3 separate regions of the Mus musculus genome follow, and regions 2 and 3 are each linked to region 1. A link is a contact called in public HiChIP or PLAC-seq data. All regions are on one chromosome and are shown on one strand. Each heading gives the region's core, a stretch centred on a gene start, on an enhancer-like site or on the middle of the called end of the contact. The rest is flanking DNA. Distances are from core to core; before and after follow the strand shown. Region 1 has its middle 42 kb from the start of Enpp1. Region 2 overlaps Enpp1 (ectonucleotide pyrophosphatase/phosphodiesterase 1). Region 3 overlaps Enpp1 (ectonucleotide pyrophosphatase/phosphodiesterase 1).

Region 1 (3,271 bases), core at 330-2,829:
CTGTGGTTACCTGCATAAGAACGGCACAAGACTGGACCCATTAGAGGCGCAGCAAGCCCCTTTAAGAGCTATCTGTAGTCAATAGATGCTGGGAGAGGGAAGCAGTTCTTTAATGTTGTAGCCACTGGCAATGTGTTCACACTCTAGTACATAACCCCACACCCATTCGGAGGAAAAGTAATGAAACCTACACACACACAGATATAAACTAGAGGGTGTGTTAGGAAGATGAAAGGGGGCCAGAAGTGTTAAATGGGGATTAAAAGAAGGGAATGGGGATAATATATATCAAGTGCATTTGATACATGTATAGAATTGCCCAAAATAAAATTTCAGATATATTAAAACAAATGGGGAAAGAAGTCAATTCACTTTCCTCTAGTAGGAAAATTATTATTTTTTTAAACATATCTTTTCCTACCTATCAACAAATAACTCCACGAATTTTTCTGTCAGCCACTAAATAAAGGCAATGCTACCATCAGGCTGGAAAAAAGAAAGAAAGAGAGAGAGAGAGAGAGAGAGAGAGAGAGAGAGAGAGAGAGAGAGAGAGAGGGAGGGAGGGAGGGAGGGAGGGAGGGAGGGAGGGAGGGAGAGAGAGAGAGAGAGAGAGAGAGAGAGAGAGAGAGAGAGAGAGAGAGAGAAGAAAAAACATTTAACACAGACTTATGAGCCATTAAAAATAAGCTGGTTTCATCTCTATTTCACCTGGCTCGTGCCTGGTGAAACTGGGAGGTGACGTCATGATCTTTGTGTAGATCGAAAGTACAGCGAGTTCCAGGTGAAGGTTACTCAGGTCTGTGTGTGAGAAGCTGTGTTCAGAGAGGGCTCACAGGCCACCTCAGCAGTTCTCACGGGAGGACTGAGGTCAGCTCGAAGGTTGATTGAAATAAAAGTGATGTTGTCAAGTGGAGTGGACAGTGAAGATGCCAAGTACTGAGAGTCTGAACCAGGAACCGCAGCTGAAAAGAAAAGCTCCGGTGTTTGCCTGTGAGAAAAAGAGATTCAGGAACTTTATGTTTCCAGGACTAAATAACATAACATAACATAACATAACATAACATAACATAACATAACATAACATAAATGGGTGCTTCAGGGTGGAGTTAACGGCTGGATGTTTACTGACATCTGATTCAGGAAGGAACGCCTCAGATGCGTTATCCATTTTATCCTCGTGTGCTGTGTGAAGATCCGAACAACCGCTCTTTAAAGCATCTGTGCCCTTGAAAGCTGCCTCTCTTGTGTATCCAGACCCACCTCCCCGAACTGGACACAACTGTTTCTCTCTCTGTCGGTTCTCAAGGTGGAAGTGTGAAGCAGTTAAGATTCCTGGGTCTGGACTGTAGCTGAGGCTCTGTGGGTAGAGCACCTGCCTAGCATTCACAAAGTTTTGGGTTAGATTCCTAGTGCAGCATAAAACAGGGCGTGGTGGCGTACACCTTTCGTTCTGGCACTGGAGAGGGGGAGGCAGGAAGATCAGGAGTTCAAAGTTAACCTTTGCTAGCTACATCGAAAGTTTGAGCCAGTCTATGATAAGATACTCGAGAGTCCCCGTCTCAGAACAGAGAAAGAAAGAAACTGCAGAGGAAACTTATTTACCTAAAGGGCGGAGGTGCTAACCCACTTCCTGTGATCAGGGGTGACTTCGTAAACTGAAAGGATATCAAAGTTGGTAGTATTGCTCAGTGGTACAGCACCTGCCCTGGGCTCAAGCTAGCAAGAAGGGAAGAATGGGAAGAAGGGAAGGGAAGGAGAAGGAAGGAACAGCTATAAAGCCCCAAATTAACGTGAAAGCCCCACCTGCCTAGGAACTGGAACGCTGGGAATTGTAGTTCTTGGAAAAATAACAAAGCCTCATGGGAAAGTATGTTGCCTATAGCTTTGTCCTTGTTAAATCCCTTCAACAAGTGGCTCACGGCCATCTCAGCTGGGAAATCCCAGGGAATGATCCTGACCAAAGTCAACCTCATGGTCAGTATTTACTATTTAATAACGCTTGCTTTACATTTGGCCCAAAATGATGGAATTGGCATCTCTCTGGTGAATCTCAGGATTAACGCTGTAAAGGGGGGACAAAGAGGGAGGACGAAAGGAAAAAGAAAGAACACAGAAGGCAGAGCCTATAAATGTCACAGACCTGTGGTGACCCAGTCTCATCAAAATATAGAATGACACAGCACAAACCTCTCATACCCTGTGGCAGTTGTTTCCTGCTTTGTAAGTGGGATTCCAGCACTTTCCTATGCCTGTAACACTTTGGAAATGGGTAACCATTTCCTGGATAAGAAGGTCAGTTCGATTACTCCAGTTCAATAAACATTTTTGAATTTGGGCTTCTGTGCCTTTAATAAGCATGCTTACCTTCAAATTAGTTTTGGTTTATAGGCGCCCCCTCAGAAGGAGTGCTTGAGAAGAAAGGAACCCTTTCAAAAAGACCTCGGGAGATATATGAAAAGATTCTTTGAAAGCCACTGCACTGGAAACTGCCTTCCAACGGCTGCTGTTGGCTGCAGCGATCAGTTTGAATGAATTGGGCGGCTTAGCTTTATTTTTAGTTTCTAATAGTTCACTTTTTCCTATTATCATCAAATAAACCAAATATCCTGATCTTTCTGCTGTTCACTTTACAAGAAAACTAGCAACTCCTCTAGTAACTTTCCCAGAGGATTCTGCATGTCTGCGAGGCTGTGGCTAAAGAGAGCTCCTGGGTACACATTTAAGAAAATAGACATCTGAACCCTCAGTTTTGTTAAATGGCAGTGTTGTTAGAACACTGAGTCTTGGGGATATGGAATGGGAAGGTGTCGTGTTTACTAAAGAAGTGACTTCCGAGATGCCTTGTTTAGACAGAGGTGGAGGAAGGGAGTCACATTATCCAACGCTGTGTGAGTTTTGGCAGTAGAAGGACGCACAGAAGCAGAGTAAAGAAACTACTGCCATGCCCAGGCCATGGGATGGTTAAGGGGAAGGTTCACATCATGGGCAAAGGAGAAAATATCCGGAGGCATCTGGAAGGGTACAGAGCAGAGAGAAAGGGAAGCAGAGTGGATCCTTCCAGGGCTGTCTGTGAGAGAAGGAAAAATAGCAGGGACAAGGGGGAGGGAAGAGATGTTTGCCCCATAAAGAGAGCAAACAGGTATGAGGGAGGAGGCGCAGGGGCTTGGAGTAGGGACTCTGAAATGTATCAACCATCCTTGTGAGTAGGCACTGAAGGAACTGGAAGCTAGTGTGAGTTCTGACACACAGATTTAGGAACCTACCGCATGTC
Region 2 (3,271 bases), core at 556-3,055, 110 kb before region 1:
AAAAGACCCTCCCACACCAGCCAAGGGGGTGGAGCCTACACTTCTACGGCTGGCAAGCTGTAAAAGCCATACCCAGCTCTCCAGCTCCGCTGCCAGGGCAGTGCCAGTGGAGGCTGAGTAGCCTGAGAGGGTCATCTCTATCCAGTGGTGATGAAGCTTTCTCCAGGATGCCTGCATCACTGGAGACCCGCCAGGAGCAGTAAGTGGTACTGTTCACATCCCAGCACGGGAGGCATCAGCAATGAACGAACAGAGATCTGAATTCCCCACTCCGCTTACCTCCTCTCATCCTAATATCAATGGAGGAGGTGAAATACTTCATCTCCCAGAGAGTAAGAAGGAGGCCGAGTCCCCAGTATTTCTGCAGGGATGATGTCAGAGGAGATTTACCGAAGATGCAGAATGCTAAGATAGAATGCCTAAAATATCCAGGTTTTAATTTAAAACAATCATGAGAAGCAAAAAAAATATGTTGAAGACAAGAGAAACCCACTACACATAGAAACAAACATTGACAGAGGAAGTGAGGATGTACCAACGAGCACTGTACAACAGCATCGTAAAAATGTTCCAACCAGCAACCGCAAATGCACATGAAACAAATGAAGAAATTGATACTCAATGGAAGCAATAAAAAATTTCAGCAAATAGAAGACATAAAGAAGCAAAACACAAATAACATTTTACAAATAAAACAGTAGCCTATATATAAACCTACTGGGAACAACAGAATGGATAAAAGGTAGCATAAAAACCAAACAAAACCTTAGACAGACTGGCAGGAAGTAGCAAACTTGGAAAGAACAGACTGAAAGATATGCATGCCAGAGGCTATGGGTAACACAAAACAACACCTTCTAAGTTATTACATCAATGTCAGTGGCAATGTCGGTGAGGGGAAGTTACATCACTGTGTCATTTGTCGTGTGCACAGTGAAGATGTTAAGTGATGAGTGACGAATTCTCTTCAGATCTACACAGCTTCAAACTGAAGAACTAAGCCAGGCAAAGCTCTTCTCCCATCACTGTGGGGGAGGGGGGCTCTCTTGTGCAGAGAAAACACTCTTCACAGTGGAAAAAAAAGTCACTTTGCAAGTGCCAATGAGTTCTCTCGGGGTTCATCCAAACAAAGCCCAATTTTAATGGCCTGAGAGAACCATGCTCAGGGCTCTTTTCAGTCTTCATTTATTTCTAGTAAAGAGGACTGGGATGTGCATGTGCATATGTGTGTGCATGTGCATATTCAAGAGCATGCACGTGTGTGGGTGTGTTACATGTGTATGTGTGTACATGTGTGTGCACATGTGTTACATGTGTGTGTGCATGCATACATGCATGTGCACATGTGTGTGCGTGTGTACATGTGTATGTGTGCGTGTGTGTATAAACATAGAGTCAGATTTTTACAAAAGCTAGATATCCTCAACTCACAAATTTTCCATCAAAAGTCCAGTTTTTTGATGGAAAGCCACTAAACCTGAAGAGACCCAATCACAATTTGTTTTAAAAGCACAAGACTTTGGTTATTGGAGGAGACAGAAAAAATAGAAATGGGGCCTCATTTAGCTAAAACTGAAACTCCAAGTGAAAATCAATACAGAACCATTTTCCATTTTTTTTAAAATGGGACATGAGCTACCCCAGTCCTTTACTCAGTTTTATTAACAACAATAGGATTCCAACATCAGGTCCCCAGACCACGTACACTGCCCCTCGTCCCTTAAGAACACTTCCAGGTGTGAGGTGAAGTGTCTTTACTCCCCGTGCGTTAGTGACACATCTAATTCTTAGACAGGAAGTCTGCATGGCACAGGACAGGAACACTCTGCAGATGTGCTGAGTCGTCACACAACCCAGCCAGGGACATCGACACCACACAGGGAGTCCCAGTTGTAACTCCACTCGACCGTTTCCAAACAATGCAAAAGTGTAGAGGACTGTATCAAATATAAGACTCTTTCAAAAGGATCTATGGTGTTTGTTTTGTTTTCTTTTGTTTTTTAATAAAAAAACAATCAGTCTTCTTGGCTGAAGATTGGCAAATGTGTTTTCAACCTCAGCAGTTCTGAAACTGACTCTTGTCGGTCCTGGTAGAAGCTGAGGCCAGTGATGAGTTCCACGTCTGTGACCCGAGCTCTGTGCAAGGTCAGCAACTCCTCGACCCATGAAGACTCCCGCTTCCCATGCTAGGACAGAAGATGAAGAAGTCACCAGAGAGCACTCAGTTCACGTTCCCAGTAAGGTCCCCCTCTTCTCAGCTTATTTACTTAGGACATTTTAGGCTGAGAAATGACAGAAGTCACAGGTGTGTGTGTGTGTGTGTGTGTGTGTGTGTGTGTGTGTGTGTGTGTGTGTGTGTGTTGCCTGAATGCATTACCTGAGCATCATGAAAATCAGGTGATCAAATCTCCTGGAACTAGAATTATTGATGGTTGCTAGTTATACTATTTAGTGCTAAGAGTCCAACCCAGGGCTACTGGAAAAGCAGCTAGTGTTCTTAACCACTGAACCATCTCTCTTGCCCCAGCGGGCCAAAGCCAGGCTGGGTTTAAAGATCAAGTATAAGATGTGAGCAACTATATCAAACCAACTCTAGTTATCACGGGAATGTGTCATCTTTATGGTCTCATGGAACTGGGGTTGCAAAATACATAAGATGAAATTTCATTTCTGAAGAGAATAAAGACCTAAACAATATGTGATCAGAAAAAAACCAAAGGCAGACTTTCTGGTCCATGGAAGTAGAGAACATAGTTAAATCAGATAGCAGGGATAGAAAGGATGCATCCATATTCTATAAGCATTTCTGAAAATGGCCATGGGAAAGGGTCAAAGACGTGTATCAGAAAGGTCTATGGGGCCAGGAAGATGCTGCCAAACCTGGCTGCATGAGCTTCATCCCCAGGCTGGGGAAGGAGGGAGCCAACTTCTGAAAGATGTTCTCTGAGTTTCACACACATTTGCTCACACACATGTGCACACACGTACATGCTCACACACATGCTCTCACACACACATGCTCACACACATGTGCACACACACACACACACATTACTAATAAATGTAATTGTTTTTAAAGCCCCATGCACTCTTGGGATCTTATTAGTAGAAAATAATAAAGAGTTTTACCATAAAAAGCAGAACAGAAACCTCGCATTTCCCATCAAACTTAAATCAGCTGCTGCTTAGTTCCCTCCCAGCCACAACCCTTCCTCTGGCTTTGAGGGAAGCACCTGACGCCATGAACTCCTTGTCAGTAGGCAGTGTCCGT
Region 3 (3,271 bases), core at 462-2,961, 81 kb before region 1:
AGTAATTTGGAGAATAGTCATTCGTTGGGAGCTTTAGTTAAGATAAAGAAGTTGAAGGTGGGCATTCCTGTAACCTGGAACCTGGGAAGAAAGGCCAGGAAGATCAGGAATTCATGGCTATCTTTAACTACACAGCAAGTCTAAGGCTAGCCTAGGTTACACAAGACATCTCAAAAAATTAAACACAAAATTGAATGGCTATTCAGTTTTACCCAGATGATGACAGAAGCTAGTAGTCTACATGAGTTGTATACTATTGTTTCCAAAATTGTCATACTATTTTAGCTTGAAAACTAAGGAAGCAAGTAAGTATTTTCCCAAAATTCTCAAGAATAATAAATATGAATAGTCATGGTCAAGGGTTAAGACACTAGGACAACCAATTAAGCTAGAAGTATTTTTGGAGCGGTTTCCAAGATCTACAATATCAACACTAGTGGTCTTGAAAGTTCACCGCTTTGCAATGGAGAAGTTTGGTAAAACAGTGAGACGCTTCACAGTACTTTTCCAAAAACATCCCCCCTCCCTCATCCATCTCCAAAGTCGTGACCCTTCAGTACTCAACGCTGAAGTTACTCACTCAGCTTGCTAATGACAGGAAGAAGTCCACCCCAGGTGTGCAAATACTCAGCTCTGAATCCATCCAAAGAAAACAAGAGAGTAGGGGGTGATTCAAACCTGGTAAAGAGTAAAAGAAAACTGTGTAAAGAGACAAAATGAAGACACAGCCAATGAGGATGCCCTCTCCCTGGCTCCACCCTCTCCCTGGCCCCACCCTCTCCCTGGCTCCACCCTCGTGAAGGTTTCTCATTGAGGTCAGCATGCAACTGAAATTATCTGAAAAGTCAGCAAGAACATAAGAGAACATCCTTCATGCATTTATATTTGTATACATATTTTATCAAAAAGTTATTCACATGCATGTATCACCATTAATATTTATAAGGATCCATACTGTTTTGAGCTACAACATAGAAACTTCAATCATATTTTCTGACATTACAAAAGTTTGGTCAAATGATATTGTCATATTATAAGATTTTCAAACTTTCTAAGAAACTAAATTTGACAAGTAAACAACATTTTCCCCATTAATTCTTTTTCTGAACAAATCTCTGTCTCTCCTTCAGTAGATGGTGCCTCATTAGGCATAAAACATATGCTATAATTAGGCTTTGTTGCTTTCTTTTTATACGCTGAGGATCAAGTCCAGGTCTGTCCCCACTAATGCTAGGCATGCGCTCTGCCCATCAGCTGCATCCCTGGCCGTATTTAATATTTAAGTTCAGTATATTTTGAAGAGATAAGTATGTGGTGCAGAAGCCTGAAAGACACAGTGTTCATATATTTAAACAATGAAGTGGCTGGAAATGTTGAAAGATGAGTTCACAGAAAGACACAGAGGTGTGTGCCACAGAAAGCCCAAGAGGGCATAAAACACTGTATCAGGTACACTTGACAAAAGAGAATAGCTAGCCATGGATTCAAAACAAAACAAACAAACAAACAAACAGCCATGGCTCAGAAATTGCATCCAGACACTTTCGCTAATGGATGGTAGAAAAGTTGCATCACTTTATAGCTAAACAACAGTGATCATCTTGCCCACAGTTTCTCAGAACTTTAAAATCTGAGGGTGAATGAGCTTTCGCTCTCACATCTTCTCAGCCCTCCCATTTTAACCAAAAGCAACCACACCAAAGGAAGAACTTTGTTATACAATTCTCAGTAACTACTCTTGATAACCTGGCCCTCCTGGGTGAGTGTAATCAAATGTGTATAGTCTCAGTCACTGCACAAAACTATGTCAATCAACAAAAGCCATAAAATTCAGGTCACTGAAATGCCAGGTAATGTAATTTCTCAGAATAAAATGCTCTGAATTATGCCAGGAGTTCTAGTTTCCAGTAAAGATCTTACGTTATGCCGGACGTGGTGGCGCACGCCTTTAATCCCAGCACTTGGGAGGCAGAGGCGGGTGAATTTCTGAGTTCGAGGCCAGCCTGGTCTACAAATTGAGTTCCAGGACAGCCAGGGCTATACAGAGAAACCCTGTCTTGAAAAAACAAACAAACAAACAAACAAAAACGAAAAACAACAAAAAAAGATCTTACGTTATACTTTAAAGCAACAATTAACATTTAGAAAGAAAAATTGAGCAAGTCTAAAATTTTAGTATATCTTGGCATTTTAAAAAGCAGTTTAGAGAGGACCCTCCCCCCTAAAAGCCCTCTTCTGGTGAAATTATTTAGTTTAGGTTTAGTTTTAGTTGTCATTACTACTGTTTCAAACAACAACAAAAAATGTTGTATGACAAAATAAATACATACATGAACAAAATAAGATTAAAATACAGGTTTAAAGTATTTTAAAGTCTAAAAAACTTTTAAACTGGTAAAAAAAATGTATTTCTGCCACATGGTAGTGATACATGCCTTTAATCCCAGCACTACAAAGACAGAGGCAGGTAGATCTCTGAGTTCTAGACCAGCCTGGCCTATAGAGGGAGTTCCAGGACAGCAAGGGCTACACAGAGAAAGCCTGTCTCAAAATAAAATAAAATAAAATAAAATAAAATAAAATAAAATAAAATGTTTTTTGACATGAATAGTTCAAAAAAGAACACAGATGAATTACAAAACTCATGTAGCTGGGTCTTTAATCCCAGCAGTTGGGAGGCAGAGGCAGGTGGATTTCTGAGTTCGAGCCCAGCCTGGTCTACAGAGTGAGGTCCAGGACAGCCAGGGCTACACAGAGAAACCCTGTCTTGAAATTAAAAAAAAAAAAAAATCATGTAACTTTTTCTCACAGATGTGTTATTTATGCTAAAAGTGCATAAAATTGAAAAAAATTTAAAGAACTGCAATGTGCTACAAGTTCAACACCAAAAACTCCATAGTAGAGCCAAGATGCTTTCTTCCGTAGAAGGCTACAGACACACCACCACACTCACGGATAACAGCCGCTATTACTCATGGTGTTTCTTTCTACTGGCTTCCAGAGAAAGGGTCATACCACAGTCCTCTGGAGAACCAGCAGCAAACACAGTCTGGTGAAAGCAAATGTTTAATTAACCAATGATTTATTACTATTTTTCATCTTAATTTAGAAAGAGAAAGGGAAAAAAAAAAACCCTTCTCAAAAAGGGAAAAGTATGCCTGTGTCGGGCCATGAGCTTACTCTGCTGGACACTCCGGGGTATCGATGCTTTCACATGTTTCTTCTACCCAACTCTTCTTATCTGGAATAGTTTCAAAAATAAAAATAGAAT

Evidence for each region. HiChIP or PLAC-seq counts read pairs in DNA pulled down with a chosen protein or histone mark.
Region 2: a contact with region 1 is called in an H3K27ac HiChIP or PLAC-seq map of regulatory T cell precursor, with 5 times the contacts expected there. The contact joins two enhancer-like sites. A contact is called at or near these places in 1 of 39 promoter capture datasets (the 3T3-L1 cell line), 3 of 15 datasets of contacts at CTCF or cohesin (CD8 T cells, the G1E-ER4 cell line and the NIH/3T3 cell line), 30 of 484 Hi-C or Micro-C datasets (3T3-L1-derived adipocytes, CD4 T cells, CD8 T cells and 9 more) and 13 of 115 datasets of contacts at active chromatin or transcription factors (CD8 T cells, T-cell acute lymphoblastic leukemia, acute myeloid leukemia and 9 more).
Region 3: a contact with region 1 is called in a BATF HiChIP or PLAC-seq map of CD8 T cells, with 8 read pairs. The contact joins two enhancer-like sites. A contact is called at or near these places in 1 of 15 datasets of contacts at CTCF or cohesin (the NIH/3T3 cell line), 1 of 484 Hi-C or Micro-C datasets (liver), 1 of 115 datasets of contacts at active chromatin or transcription factors (CD8 T cells) and 2 of 9 other capture datasets (embryonic stem cells and pancreatic islet).

What each region holds. Positions count from the first base shown.
Region 1 is chr10:24,752,907-24,756,177 of GRCm38.p6, forward strand. No RefSeq gene overlaps it. Among named protein-coding and RNA genes, the nearest start is that of Enpp1, 42 kb to the left of the region's middle. Within about 2 kb of position 1,580, at least 110 of the 459 cell types and tissues checked have an H3K27ac peak or open chromatin away from gene starts, as enhancers often do. A contact at or near this core is called in CD8 T cells, CD8 central memory T cells, T-cell acute lymphoblastic leukemia and 6 more, where this site is marked.
Region 2 is chr10:24,639,791-24,643,061 of GRCm38.p6, forward strand. Enpp1 (ectonucleotide pyrophosphatase/phosphodiesterase 1) reads right to left here. Exons shown (of 25, transcript NM_008813.4): 25 at 1-2,186. The coding sequence ends at 2,016. Among named protein-coding and RNA genes, the nearest start is that of Gm15270, 46 kb to the left of the region's middle. Within about 2 kb of position 1,806, at least 56 of the 459 cell types and tissues checked have an H3K27ac peak or open chromatin away from gene starts, as enhancers often do. A contact at or near this core is called in CD8 T cells, CD8 central memory T cells, T-cell acute lymphoblastic leukemia and 6 more, where this site is marked.
Region 3 is chr10:24,671,435-24,674,705 of GRCm38.p6, forward strand. It overlaps Enpp1 (ectonucleotide pyrophosphatase/phosphodiesterase 1), which reads right to left. Exons shown (of 25, transcript NM_008813.4): 5 at 3,181-3,241; 6 at 581-678. Among named protein-coding and RNA genes, the nearest start is that of Enpp1, 39 kb to the right of the region's middle. Within about 2 kb of position 1,712, at least 9 of the 459 cell types and tissues checked have an H3K27ac peak or open chromatin away from gene starts, as enhancers often do. A contact at or near this core is called in CD8 T cells, where this site is marked.